Regions from separate parts of the Mus musculus genome. Here region 2 is linked to region 1. Evidence: chromatin contacts called from public ChIA-PET data. All regions are on one chromosome and are shown on one strand. Each heading gives the region's core, a stretch centred on a gene start, on an enhancer-like site or on the middle of the called end of the contact. The rest is flanking DNA. Distances are from core to core; before and after follow the strand shown. Region 1 has its middle 3.3 kb from the start of Gm30212. Region 2 holds the start of Ap3m1 (adaptor-related protein complex 3, mu 1 subunit).

What was found. ChIA-PET counts read pairs in DNA pulled down with a chosen protein or histone mark.
Region 2: a contact with region 1 is called in an RNA polymerase II ChIA-PET map of memory CD8 T cells, with 61 read pairs. The contact joins the promoter of Ap3m1 here to the enhancer-like site in region 1. A contact is called at or near these places in 1 of 39 promoter capture datasets (the C10 cell line), 1 of 15 datasets of contacts at CTCF or cohesin (large pre-B cells), 1 of 484 Hi-C or Micro-C datasets (muscle stem cells), 7 of 115 datasets of contacts at active chromatin or transcription factors (CD8 T cells, DN3 thymocytes, the HPC-7 cell line and 4 more) and 3 of 9 other capture datasets (adipose tissue, embryonic stem cells and liver).

The regions. Positions count from the first base shown.
Region 1 is chr14:20,883,372-20,886,932 of GRCm38.p6, forward strand. No RefSeq gene overlaps it. Among named protein-coding and RNA genes, the nearest start is that of Gm30212, 3.3 kb to the right of the region's middle. Within about 2 kb of position 1,505, at least 21 of the 459 cell types and tissues checked have an H3K27ac peak or open chromatin away from gene starts, as enhancers often do. A contact at or near this core is called in memory CD8 T cells, where this site is marked.
Region 2 is chr14:21,050,738-21,054,523 of GRCm38.p6, forward strand. It overlaps Ap3m1 (adaptor-related protein complex 3, mu 1 subunit), which reads right to left and starts at 1,705. Exons shown (of 9, transcript NM_018829.4): 1 at 1,403-1,705. It overlaps Adk (adenosine kinase), which reads left to right and starts at 1,837. Exons shown (of 11, transcript NM_134079.4): 1 at 1,837-1,963. The coding sequence starts at 1,902.

The DNA of each region.
Region 1 (3,561 bases), core at 255-2,754:
TGTCTTTGCCTCCACTCAATAGTAAGACTTACAGAGAAGGCCAGAGTGGAGGACAGTCAGGTTTTTACTCTTTGCACCACAGTGCCTCTTGGGGCTGGCCCATCCTTGATGGTCCTTTGATGTTCTGGCCTGAACCACTTCAAGCTCTTAGGGAAGAACAGGGCTGACTCTACAGTAGGCTCTAACCATACTGGCCACACACTTGGCATGCCTTTGTACCAGAAGCCACAAGAGAGCTTTCTCCAGCAGTGCTGTTCCTAGAAAATGGCATGTTGCACCCAATCAAGAAATGATAGAGGAGGCTGGCTTCTTGGCACCCAGCTGTCTTAAGCAGTCCCTTTCCATTCCTTCTGCCAGGAGTGCATCTCTCTGTTCTCTCATTCCCCTCCACCACAGAGAGCCACACATACAGCAGGAGCTCCACCCCAGGATTTTATAATGCTGCATAGGCTTTGGAATCAGAAAGACCCAATTCTTGCACTCACTGTAACGGCTGAGATGAACAGAACAATAATTTTGTGTGTTGTCAAGAGTGTGAAAGAACTAGAACACTGGTCTAGGGTTTCTGGGAGTATGGGATGGCCCCCATATCTCTGACACTACAGTGTTTAATAAAATGTTAAATATCCCCAACTAAGGAGACTGTTCATGGCAGTGTTATTCAAAATAACCTAAAACTGGGGCAGGGGATCCAAATCCACTAGATAAATAAACTGAAGTGTAAATTCACAAAATGGAATGCTACTTGGTAGTAAAATTGGAGCAACATGGTGGTACATACACTATATATACATCTCAGATAGACTTTGTGAAGAAAATCAAGCTGGATACAAGAATACTGGTCTGAAGTTCAGGAATGAGTAAAAACCAACACTGGAGGACAGAAGCCAAAACCTTTGGTTATTGCCAGGTGGTGGTGGCGGCACACACCTTTAATCCCACTCAGGAGGGGGGGGCACTGGATCTTTGAGTTTGAACCCCTACTGCTTTACTTGGTGAGTTCCAGGACAGCCAGAACTATGTGAGAAATCCTGTCTCCTAAAACCAATAAACAAACAAACAAATATTAAAAATTAGTGTGTCTGGGAGTCAGAGCAGCAGCAACTATTTTCTGGAAAGAGGTATGAATGACAGAACTCCAAGGAATGATAGAAATGTATGTAAATTAGAAAGAGAAAGAGAGAGAAGTTGAAGAAGAAGAGGGAAGAAGGAAAGAAAGAGGAGAGGAAGGAAGAAAAGGGGGGACAGAGGAGGGAGAAAATAGAAAAGTCCCGGTCTGGTTCCCAGGTGTGGCACTGTCACGTATGGACATTACTTTCTCATAGGTGGTTTTTGGAATCAACCAGGCGAATGCACGGAAATCTCGTAGCTCAAGAGCCTGACAAATACTGTAAACGTAGTAAAAAAAAAAAAAAATAACCCTTGCTCTTGGTCCCTTATCCACCATCTTCTCTTTTAAGAACTGGATCCCAGGGCTTGGGGTGTGGCTCAGCTGGTAGGAGGTTTGGTTAACTTGTAGGAAGTCGTCAGTTCTATCCCTAGCACAGCACACACTGGCTGTGGTGGTGCACACAGGCAATTCCAGCACTCAAGAGGTAGATATACAAGGAGCAGAAGTTCAAGGCCATCCTTGGTGCATAGAGTCTGAATCCAGCTTAGCCTACATAAGACCATGCCTCAGAAACAAAACAAAACAGACAGCAAACAAATAAGGACTGACATGTGAAGCTTTGTCCACCCCCCACCCAGCCCCCAAAAAGACCCAGTTCCCACCTCTGGGCTAAGCCAGAGCCCCAGGCAGAACTCTGAAGCCCTATAGCACTCACCCTCACAGTACCCACAAGGCTCAGTGACTAGAAAGTTTCATCGAATTCTGAACAGGAAGCAGCAGTGGCAGCTGATAATCTGTGACCTGAATATAGCTATCCATTATCTCACTGTGGTTTCTTGTTTCCCTGACAGAGGAAACGCCCACGACTTTCTTGAAGTTATTCTAAACACTCAGTTCCTTGTTCGGCTCTGGCAGGATAATGTTTCCCCTGGGTGCCCCGGTGTTTTGAGCTGCAGCCTCCCTGCCAGCCTGAGGCTCAAGCTCAGCGGTCAACCTGTGGGGCCAACTGTCCCCTCCACGGAGGAGACAGTGACAGGAACAGATCAAAAATAGGCCATCAGTATCTGCAGCTATTGGAAGAAAAAAACAAAAAAACAAAACAAAACAAAACAAAAAAAAAAAAACCAAAGCAAAAAACCCCTCAGACATAGAGCATCCACTTCTTGTTCCTCTTGAGGAAGGCAGCAGGCAGAGCTGCCATGTGAGGAGGGTGTGTACCACTGGCTTCTCATCACAACTAGTTCCTGAGTCACACGCCACCCTGAGTTTACTCTTCTGTGATTCTCTTCCCTTAAAAGAGGCAGATCTGCTCTCCTGGGGTATGTTCAGTTTCCAAATGAGGAGCAGAGACAAGCTCAAGACTCAGGATAAACAGAATTGTCCCGTTAACTCAAGTTCTTACGAAGCCCAATAGTCCAACATGGGCATGGTGGTACAAGCCTTTAATCCTAGCACTTGAGAGGCAGAGGCATTCAGATCATTATCCTGCCAGATAATGAGTTTGAGGCCAGCCTGATTTGCATAGTGAGTTCGAGGCCAGTGAGGGCTATACAGTGAGACTCTTGCAAAATAAATGTATAAACAAAGAAATAACCCACCCTCGGTGTTCAGGAGACTCGGCTAAACTACAAGGCAGGCAAAGTTTGTCTCTGGCTTCTCTTCTTCCAGGACATACTCTACCCCACCCTCCATCAAAGCTTTTTGGTTTTATTTCAAGATGGGGTCTTGCTATGGAGCTCAGGCTGGCTTCAAATGTTTGATCTTCTCCCGGAGCCTCTCCTGCGCTGGCTTACTGGTGAGATCATCGCATCTGGTTCTACCAAAGCATTTGTGGCAGTGCACCCCTTTACCTCTGTATCTGGGAGTCACTCGGTCTGTGGAACACACCCCTACTTTTGAAAAGGAAGTCTCAAGATAGTAATTCTGAAACAAAGGACCCCAGTTCTCATCACATGTGGGAGACTGTTCTCTGAACAGCAGGGCCTCTGGGCTCACTGGGACCCCCTGCTGGTTACCACGTTTGCAGTTAATGCTCTAAGCGTAGAGTCTGGCTTAAAAGGGTTTTTTGTTTTTTGTTTTTCTGAAGAGGTATAATCTGTAAATTAGTGTAGATAAAACTAGGGAACTTGTAACAGTAGTTGACTTGAAGGGCCAGGAAATTAAATATTGAAAAGCTGGTTTGAGCTGCCTGTAATCTCAGCAGCTGGGAGGTGAAAACACCCTTTCCTCTATGGGCTAGCCCAGGACTCGCTTCTATGGGCTAGCCCAGGACACATAAGACTCTGTATTTTTTTTTTAAAAATGAAAGAAAAAACAGGAGGAAAAAAAGCAAAGCGGAACAAAACAACAAAACACAACGCCACACCACACCAAATCAGAAAAGCTGTTTTTACATGCTGCAGAGCTGAAAGCAAGAAGATCCACCAGGAAGGTCAGAGCAGTAAAGGATC
Region 2 (3,786 bases), core at 455-2,954, 170 kb after region 1:
CCCAAAACACATGCCTACTTAAAATATATCTATGTCTTATGCATTAAAAGGGGGTTAACTTTTCTGATTCGCAAGTAGTTTTGTTTTTTTTCTTTAAGTTTTTATTGTATTTGTATGGGTGCTCTGTCTGCATATGTATCTGTACACTGAGTGTGCAGTGCCCAAGAAGGCCAGTAGGGGGAGTAGGATCCCCGTGGGACTGGAGTTACAGACAGTTGTCAGCCACTGTGTGAGGGCCAGGAATTGAACCTGGTTCATCAAAAGTGCATCTAGTGCTCTTAACTGACAAGCCATCTCTCCAGCTCCAAGACTTTTTTTTTTAAATCTATACCGAGAATATATGATTGTCATATTTGATGTGATGGGTGATGTTGGTTAAAGTAATTTTAGTGATAACTCAGTAGGATGTTGGCAACGGCATAGCAGTGTGGTTCTTAGCTAAAAGCAGCAAGTAGGTAAAACAAAGATAAGGAGACTGAGATGGCTCATCAAAAAAGGTGTCTGCTAGCAAGCCTAAGGACCTGAGTTTGAGCACTAAGACCCTCATGGTGGAAGGAGAGAATTGTGGCCCAGAAGTTGGTCTCTGAATTCTACATGTATATTGTGGCATGCAACACACATACAACAAACAAATAAATGTAAAAAAAAAATGTTTAAAAACCAGGAAGACACTGAGAAACAGACGATAATAGCAGTGGGACTCTCTCAAAAGGGGGGCACGTTTTCTTCTTTCAATACAGAGGAAGGATTTATATATTTGCCTGCAGAAAATTCCTTTTCTTCTGTGTAATGTGTTTTCAAGTCAAAATCCCAAATGCCACCAAAAAAAAAAAAAAAAAATTCTTTCCCCGCGAGAACGCCGGATTTTTACAGTGACTCAACTTCTCAACTAGGAAGTTAAAGCTTCAATATCAAACAAATCCACTGCATCCAATCAGCCCACCCCTCATTATGTTTCCATTCTCCAGGCCACCTTCTTAGTTTACAGCCCTGTCACCTGTCTCCTGAGAAGCTGCAACACCCTACTCACTGTTTCCCCATCCCAGGCCAGCTCACGCAGGCGCCACCCTATAAAGAGAGCGTTCTTAGCTTCTTCAGGGGACTTGCCCTCCAAGGCCAAACCTGGGGTCCTACAAATTCAAGTCGTCGGTACTGCACCTCACTATAGATGACATTTCCCGTGCCTGGGGTCCAGGGTCCGAGAACCCTACGTGGCAGGTGCACCGCTCCCTTCCGGCCCAGCTGGCTAGAAAGCCCGGACGTGCCGGGCAGGCGCGGCCCCGGTGCACAGCAGCGGGGACGCTCCTGGAGCCCAGGCTAGAGTCCCGAGCCGGAGCTATGCGGTCTACTCCCCGGCTTTGGAGAGGTCTCCAGCCCGGAGACTCCCCGCCCTCACACTCACCCCGACACCTGGGCGACTCAGTGATTCGGTGCCGGGTCCTCTCTGCACCGCAGCTGAAGCAGCAGAGAATGCCGCGAGGACCCCGCGCTCGGAGTGCCCAGCAGATTGCCTGACTAGCAGCCGCAGAGGCACCAAGGAGGTCGGCTGGACTAGATAGACACAACGAGCGGAACGGCGTTCAGTGAGAGGCTCGGTGTCTACAGAGGTTGAAGATCTGACTCTTCCACATTACTCAGGGGCTGAAGGAACGGGGAGGTTGGCACTCCCTGAGCGCAGGCGCTCACCCGCAGCCTAACTCCGTTTGGGGTCCCTTACCGTAGTAATCGAGGTCCTGTAGGGAAGCGCGTAGAGCCAATGGTTATGGACTAGAGTCACGGATTGGGCGGAGCTTGGAGAGGCGGGGCTTAGTGGAAAGGGGGCGGTGACGAGCTGAGGGGCGGGGCCACCGGACTGAGGGGCGGGACGCGCGGCAGAGCCAAACTACGGTGAGAGTGTGAAGATGGCAGCTGCGGACGAGCCCAAGCCCAAAAAGCTCAAGGTGGAAGCGCCACAAGCGCTGAGGTGAGAGCTGCCCTACGTGGGGGAGGAGGGAGATGGCACTCGCAGTGAGCCAAGGCCCACGTGGGCTGGCGCAGCTGGTTGGTGGCTGCGTTCGTGGGGCCAACGCGCTGGACCTGCAGCTCGGGGAGTTGCCCGCGTAGCTGCTGTTCCCCTCAGTGCCCTCTTGTTCTGGACTCTGCTCAGGTGCATTCTCGGCCCTGGCAGCCACTGACCAATCAGAGCTGCTGGCCCGGGGGCCGAGCCTTCCTCTGGCGCCACGTGCTTGTCTTCGCGGGCCGCGCTAGCGCGACCCCAAAGGACCTATCTGGAGCTGCATCCTTTCCTAGGGTATTTAGCGGGAAGGCGCCCGGCGCCTCCTGGACCCTGGTAAAAGATAACATTCTTGGAATTCTTCAGAAGGCGTTGCAGAAGAGCGTTTTGAGTTTTCCGTCAGCTTTCTGAAATCATCTTTGGAGACCCCCTTCATGGGACCCCCAAGCAACCTCAGGCTTAGGTTAGGAAAGTTTTTGTTTGTTTTTCTTTTTTTCCCCTTTGCATATTTGGCAGGAGCGGAGAGCTCTCTCTCCCAACACCTGACGCACAATTGATGTTGCAACTTTCATTTACAAAAAGCCGTTCGTTTTTTTAAAAAAAATTTCTTCCTAATAAGTATAAAGTCCAGCGCGCTCAGTGTCTGATGACTTTGAAGTGCTCATTGGAAGGCAGTGATTTTGCTACCTAAAAATAGACGCATCAAACTGATTTAAAACCGTGGGCCTGTTACTGATTATACAAGGCAAATTCCATTTATTTCAACATATTTTTTCCATGTTCAAAAGGAGAATTGATTCACAACTGAAAAGGAAAGTTGGGGGGTCCCAAATCATGTTCTTGGTGGAATGGGTCTGAGCAGGTCCCTTTTAGTGGGTTTATTTAGTGCCTATTATTCTTAGAAGGTTATTGTGCATGTCTAATACCACAAACGTAAAACATTAAAAAAAAAACAACCAAAAAACTGAGGATGTTTTATTTTAAATTTTAGATTATCTGGGTCAGTGAGATGGCTCAGCAGATAAGGGCATTTGCTGCCAAGTCGGATGACCTGAGTTCAGTCAGACTCCAGGACACACGTGGTGGACGGAGTGAACCTATTCTGTTCTTCTGTTGTCCTCTGGCCCCGCCCACTGAATAAACGCATACTGTCTCCTTAGATTTTCTTTTAATAAAAATGATACTTTATATATTATGATGATCCATTTTAACAGTGCTTACCATCTGAAGTAACGGTATAAAGAAGCCTCCATGAAAGAAATGCAGGGATTAACCTTATTTTACAGGTGAGGATATTGAAGCTCAAAGAAAACATTTAAGAAAGGAAAATTCGAACCCTGGGCATCAGGATTCAAGTTTATTATTTGGTTCTAGTGTGTTTACACAACATCCAAGACATGCTTCTATTCGAGTATGCATTTTTAAAAATGATCCATGGTAATGATTAATACTTAGATATGTATATGCCAGGTGCTGTTTCTGCATTCTACGTATTTTAACTCAAATCCAAACCAACCTGATAAGACCATTTCTATAATTATCTCAATTTTACCAAAAATGAAGAGCCATATACATATCTGTCTATTTAAAATTGTAGATAATTTAGAGGAATAAAATTCACTTTCCATAATGCTAACCTATTGCTTTCTGCACAGGTGAAGTTAAAAGATTTTGACTGTATGGATTCTTTAATTTTATGCAGAGACCTTTGAGTAGACTGTTCCTCCCTTTGTTAGTTAGGATTGCTGAATGATAATGCATTTCGGCTGAATTGCTCTATGATTTTCCTGGCA